2 separate regions of the Xenopus tropicalis genome follow, and region 1 is linked to region 2. A link is a contact called in public Hi-C data. All regions are on one chromosome and are shown on one strand. The core of a region is the stretch at or near the end of the contact, and the rest is flanking DNA. Distances in the headings are between cores, read along the strand shown.

Region 1 (3,681 bases), core at 606-3,105, 130 kb after region 2:
TTTTGGCTGTTCTGTCCTCGGCCTCTCAGGCCCTCCTTGGCTTAGAGCTTAGAAGCGTCTGCTGGTCAGATGTCCCTGCCTGTGCTCATTCATTCAGGGTTCGCTGACAGAGGTAAACAGCTGAGGTCCTTAGTCCAAAATAAACAAGTGTCAGATATTGGATTTGTAGCTCCGCCTTTCATGTAACCCTGAAAAGCAAACCACCAACATTTACTCAGGAGATTCCAAAAATAAAGCGCTGAAAGGAATATTCTTAGAAAGGCCATGCACTCACAAACAGACCGAGAGAATATTCATACTAACATAGGCCTGACTGTGCACAAAAAATTTAAAACATAAATATTTGTTGACTTTGGCTGAGGAAGATCGCCAGTATCATTATCAGTCCAGCCCAAGGTACCGCAAAAACTCCTTAAAAGAATCATTTCAGTCAAAGCAGTAGGGCTGCCCTCATTTTCTGGAAAAAAATACTGGCCTTTCTTTATTATTATGTTTGTCCCTGTTAATAACATTAGCATCTAGCATCATTTTTACCAGCCAGGCCAGCAAAATACCAGCCAGGTGGCAACCCTAAAAGCAGCATTAAAGAGATCTGTTTTGCCCTATACTTATGAACAGTTCAGCAAATTTCTGCCATATTTCTGAACATTCTGAGTAACAGGTTTCCAGATAACAGATCCAAAACCTGACTATATTGCAATTACCATGAACTATATATATTTTTTTAGAATATAAGCTTACTTTTTTCATCTATATGACAGTAACAATAGATATATGAAAAAATATTATTCCAAAAGTATTATTATTAACATGTATTTATAAAGTGCCAACATACTCTGCAGTGCTGTACAAATAAGAGGATTTATACTTACAGAATTACATACAAATTAACATACAAAGCAACCAATAACCGATATAAGAGGTGAAAAGGGCCCTGCCTGAAAGAGCTTACAATCTATAAAGTACACCATACAGTAAAATGTATGGATATTATAAGTCAGAGAAATGTTCCATGACTGTATAAAAGCTGATGGCAGGTTCCTTTTATACAGGTCATGGATATTAGAAGTCACCTCAGAGTTCCATGGTGGTATTATATGGCCATGGAACTCCTCAGTGACTTATAATATCCTTGTATGTATGTATGTATGTATAACTTTATTTATAAAGCGCCACAAGGGTACGCAGCGCTGTACAGTCTTACAGAATACAAAATTACGCACAGGGAGGACAAGTGATATAATAAATAAATACAATAAATACATATATGTATATATATATATATATATATAAGTGCCATGTGGTATGAGATACAGTAGGAATATATAAAATGTAAATATATATATATATAGTATTGCACTGGGGCAATATATAAAACACTGCTTATCCCAGTACTAATGAATGTACAGTAGCACAGCAGTAAGGAGTAAGCTCACCCTCAGCTGACCCTGTTAGTCCGTGTGCTGCAGTCTGTCTGTAGCGAATGAATGACAGCACACCATGTATATATAAATATATGTATATAAAAGGTATTTACACACACACAGCCTGCTGCTAATGCTGCTCACCTTGTAGATCCGCACAGATGATTTGCCCTAAGCTTCCCTGCTGATCCGGCAGCGCCTCACAATCCCCCGCACTCAGCAAGGTGACTCTCTGGGCTCCGGGGCTAGCGGCTTATGGCTCACCCAGCGGGCACAGTCGCTCCCACCAAGAATGAAAGCAAAACAGCATCATCTGGCCGCACAGCGTCCCCTTCCTTAGCTGCTCTGGTTATGGCCTCGGCATATATATCATCTGATCTCCCATAGACCTGCCGCTGTTTGTGTGTCATCTGGCACCATCCAGCCCCACTAGCCCCTCCCACCGGCACTGTCTCAAAGGCCCCCCCCCCCCGGGAACCTACAGAGAGTGAGGGGCGAGTAGGATCCGTTCCATTGTATTTCCCGGTGACTGAATATCGCTGCTTTGTTTGGGGTAATGGGATACAGGTTGTGCTGACACACGGGCAGGGGGAGGTACCTTGCCATTTCCTTGTTGATAGCAGAGACACCATTGATACAGTACAACTACAATGCACACTGTTTTGTCCTGTGCAGTACTTAGGGTTTTATGTTCTCTAGAGATGGAAAGCGAATTGAATGTGAGTTATTCCCTAGTGCAGTGGGTTTGGGCTCTCAGGGACCCAGGACCCTCCATTAACCATGATCTACTATCATTCTCTACAAGCACCAACCCCATCAGCTCAAATAGCTTGAATAGTTTTACACTATAAAAGCCCTTTCTGTTTGTTTATGATTTACTTTTAATTTGCTATTGGTTAAATATATATCCTAAAGCTGGCCATACACGTGGAACATCGTCAGATGTGCCACACACCATTCAGGGCTGAATCGGCAGGTAAGGAGGTAGAAACAATAGGATTTCTACCTCCTTCTGCCGATTCAGCTCTGAAGGGAGATTTTGATCAGGCGCCTTCTATGGCGCCCGATCAAAATTTTCCAACTGGTCCGATCGCCGAGTCGGCCGATATCAGCAGCTTCCTGCGATATCGGTCGACTCGCCGACATACCATACACGCACCGAATATCATACGAAACGAGGTTTCGTACGATATTATCGGTGCGTGTATGGCCACCTTTAGGGATGGTTCTTATAAAGCTCATGCAGAGGGCTTTCTTCAGCTTCTGCTTGCTCATTTGACAACACTAAACACTGTTAGGGTGAAGACACACTGAGCTACTAGTAGCAGCTACTTTTTCACAGCTACAAAGCTCCAAAAAAATACCCTGTCATAGACAATACTGAGAACTGCCTCTGCTAAAACACATGTACAGACAGTTATCAGTAAATGATCAGCATTGCCTATTTCAGTAGCCACAACAAGTAGCTGCTACTAGTAGCAACATGTGTCTTCACCCTTACAGTTCCTTTAAAGGCAGTGGCACAGGGGTAGATTGCAAGCATTTTGGTGCCAATGCCATTTCCAGTTCAGCTGGAGGGCACACAAACGCTCACTGTTGCCCTTTCATTGACTTGAATGATAATCACCAGGTCTTTGCAGGTTAGTCCATTACCTGTGTAATAAGGCATTTATCGATAAATTAAATTCAGGGAGAAATGGCTTTGGCTGTCCACCTTCCTTGCTAAAAATTGTGTGGGTGTCAACATGCTCAGAATTTCCTATGTGCCACTTCCATAATAGCTCTGTAGCTGGTAGCCTGGACTGATCTGGACATTCTGCCTTAGGCTATGGTACATGGAAAGATCAGTACTAACTGCAGGTAACAAGTCTACCAAAAATGTTGGCGCACGTGGGTAGTGCAGATCTTCTGTTGGAGTCAGATCTCCCCACCCTGCCCTTTCTCCTTTTGTAAATACATGAGATCTGTTTTCTACAATATACTTAAGCTCAGGACCTGGAGTTTCTGACTGAGGGGTAATGTAATGTGGAGCACAATGCATAAAGGCTCCGGCAAGCACAGTCATGTCCACTAGAAAGGATATTTCAGGAATTACCCTTATTTAGCCTCTGCTCACCTGGTCACCTGACCCGCAGTAACATGCAAGTCACCTGCCTGCTATAATTTGAACCTAAATTAAAGCTTTCCCTGGCATTAAAAATATTTTCAATTATGCAGGAGAACACTTCTTGCCTTAAAGAAACAGTAACACCAAAAA
Region 2 (3,282 bases), core at 76-2,575:
CGACAAGGTAGTCTCTGTTGGTCTGTCTATATTTAGAACTGTTGCGAACAAAGTGCCCTTAACCTCAAATACTGACAGATAATAGTGAAAGCAGATATTTATTGGTGCCTGTGGGTCACATTGATAGTGCAAACATTTCCCATGTTTGAACAAAACCCGTAAGGGTTATTATGCTAGGATGTCCAATTGCGGCAATTAAAATGCCCTCAATAAGAGGTAACAGCCTTTATACATTGTTTTAGACACTTTCAATGGGTATTGTGCAATTTTCATTGAAAGGCAGTGCTACTACTGTTGTAAATACCCACTTAGTTCTTTAAATCTTTATGAGGTTTACATTCTGTTTAGATCAAAGTTTATCTAGTTTTATAAGTGTTTTCCTTTCACTTTTGGCTCTCGTTATTTATACTTTTCTAAACAAATTTATATGATTCCACAGTTTTAAAGAAAACAATGTAGGGTAAGAAATACTCTGCCCCTGACTTGAACAACCATGTAATGAAATATCTGACACTTACACATATACAGTAAGTTAATGTTACAATATCCTTTTTGTAATTATTTTAGTTTCTAGCTGTCTTCTAGATAACACTTATTAGGGGTTAATATATGATCACTAATGCAGTTGCAGTCACGCAAATTTTCCCAAAAAGTCAGTTGCGAGACGGTAATGGTGTGGTATGGTATTAGGTACCCATTTATTAAAGGTACATGCATGAAAAGGATTTCCTGTCACTGTCATATAGTCACACTTGGCATTGAACATTCTGCTTCCTGTTCCCAATCGAGCGCAGTTACACCTATTGATTATCGTAACCTCCAGACCAGGAGATAGCTACAAGGTTCCCACAGCAGCCTGTGCCATTTGGCGCAGAGCAAACAATAGACACACACATCACTCACACACCAGAATGCCGGAAATTACACCAACTGAACTTTCAACACAACTGCAACTGATTTGAAACAAAGGACAAAATACAATTGTACTTATTTTAATGAATCAGCTGTAATTCTGTCAGACACAACTCTCAATGCAACAACACTGGAATCATGGGGGGGAATGCTGCATTGTGGGTAAAAACACAAAATTGCACTTTCCTCACTGCATTTGTGAACATTAATGACACCATGAGTTTGGTGTGTAGTCCATACTAAGAGCACAGAAATACTGGATTAGAAAGTAACTAGCAGATTCATAGGCAAAACTGAATATGAAAAGCAGCCAAATGGTTAAATGTGAGTGTCTCATTTGGTATTCATGTGGCTTCATTTGCCTACCAAAAGGATTCTGAAGTAGTCACATGACTGCACAGGCACTGCCAATGATTATGTGCTTTTACTTATTTTTCTACAGGTCGGGTATCCTCCGTAAGATACAGACCTCTAAAATTAACTAGTGCTTTAATGGTGTCAATAGGCCAGCTTGGGATGCGGCACTGCACTGTGTAACACAAGCAGAAATGGCTTAGTAAGGAAATCTTAATGGCCAGTTTATGCAGTTGTGAATAGAAGAGGAGTGGCAGTCTGAAGAGGAGACCATATCTTTCATTAAGGAATACGGTAAATATGAAGCCACAGCCCAATCACTTATCTGCAAGCTCTTTTTCTCCTGTTCTAGGCTGGGAATGAGGAGAAAGCAAGATAGGAAATGTTTTTCCTGAGCACTGTGTTTTCAAAGGAATTCAGCATCGCAACAGCAGGTACAGTGTGTTTCTTAGTGCCTGATACATGCCCTGGTGATTGTGTGAATGGAATTCTGTACATTTTCCCAGCATGTTTGCTTATTACTGACCTGATTCATTCAATGTAGCAGACAGAGAGCCGAAACTCCCACGGCACTACAGTGACTTACTCTATTTAATTGTATTCCCGAAGACCAGCTCATTTACATAGTGTTTGACAAGAAAGATAAACACGTCTGTTTATAAATAGGTAGTGTTTGCTTAAAGGGGACAATCAAAAATGGCATCAAATGGACTGCAGAGTGCCAAGTGAAAAGAAGAGAAATAGTCCACGTAGGAATTCCTGGGCAACCATAAATCATTTATGTCTTTTACATTTTAACAAAGGGTGTGCATGCTGTAAGGTAAGGGAGAAACTTCTGCCCTACTGAAATATTGGGAGCTGCATATTTATTTGTTGTGTTTATATTTTATTTTATATTTATTTTTTAAGATTTTTCTAACAATAGGAGTATGGGAAATGTGACAGATGGAAATGACAGGTAGGAATTAGCCAACAGACAGATGCTAGAAACTCCTACTCTCTGTGATTTAACAGTTTCATTTATAAAATAATTAATTCTTTAAAACCCTTAAAAAATTAAAGTAAATATGGATTATCAGGAATCTTGCCATCTTTCCGCCTAGCTTACCAGCACTGTCCGTAGACATTTCACCAGTACCCTTTTTATTTTACATGTCATAAACTGCATTGCTTGCAGAAGCAGCACAGTCGACTTTGATCTCATTATTGTGATATATCTTATAATGCTTCTATTGGTAGGTATAGTTGTAAACAGTAGTTAATATTAAAGAAAAAAATACAGCCCCATTTCTTAAAAAATGGATGATTTTCAAGTCATTAAGCCCTATATTTAATTGCAAATAGTACAACAATAACATATCAAATGTTGAAACTGAACAAATGTTATTGTTTTCTGAAATATATATACTAACAATGAAACTGATTCCAGCAACACTTCCCAAAAAGGTGGGACAGGGGCATGTTTCCCACTGTGTTGCATCACTTCTTTTAACAGCATTCTGTAACCGTTTGGGAACTGAGGAGACCAACAGACCTAATTTCATCTGCTCGGCAGTTTGGGATTTGCTTTGTTATATTTTTCCTTACCAAATGTTTTCAGTGGGTGACAGGTCTGGACTGCATGCCAACCGTCTAGCACCTGGCTCTTTTACTGCAGAGCCATGCTGTTGTAATACACGCAGAATGGGGTTTGACATTCTCTTGCTGAAATAAACAAGGCCTTCCCTGAAAAAGACATCTGGATGACAGCATATGTTGCTCCCAAACCTGTATATATCATTCAGCATTAATGGTGCCATCCCAGATGTGCTCTCCATTGCTCTCCATGCCATGTGCCCTCATGCAGCCCAATACCAACATGGAAACTGGCTTTTGATCTGTGCACTGATAACAAGCTGGATGGTCTTTTTCCTCTTTAGCCAGGAGGATGCCGTGCCCATAATTTCCAAAAAGAATTTACATTTTCCACTTTGCCTCAGTCCATATTAAATGAGCTTGGTCCCAGAAAAGGCGGCG

What was found. Hi-C and Micro-C count contacts between places; a contact is called where the count stands out from the background.
Region 1: a contact with region 2 is called in a Hi-C map of gastrula embryo, with 2.4 times the contacts expected there. The contact joins the promoter of phka2 here to the promoter of ppef1 in region 2. A contact is called at or near these places in 2 of 5 Hi-C or Micro-C datasets (gastrula embryo and neurula embryo).

What each region holds. Positions count from the first base shown.
Region 1 is chr2:45,137,390-45,141,070 of UCB_Xtro_10.0, forward strand. phka2 (phosphorylase b kinase regulatory subunit alpha, liver isoform) reads right to left here and starts at 1,856. Exons shown (of 33, transcript XM_031896750.1): 1 at 1,569-1,856; 2 at 1-188. The coding sequence starts at 1.
Region 2 is chr2:45,005,533-45,008,814 of UCB_Xtro_10.0, forward strand. It overlaps ppef1 (serine/threonine-protein phosphatase with EF-hands 1), which reads left to right and starts at 1,326. Exons shown (of 17, transcript XM_031896748.1): 1 at 1,326-1,560.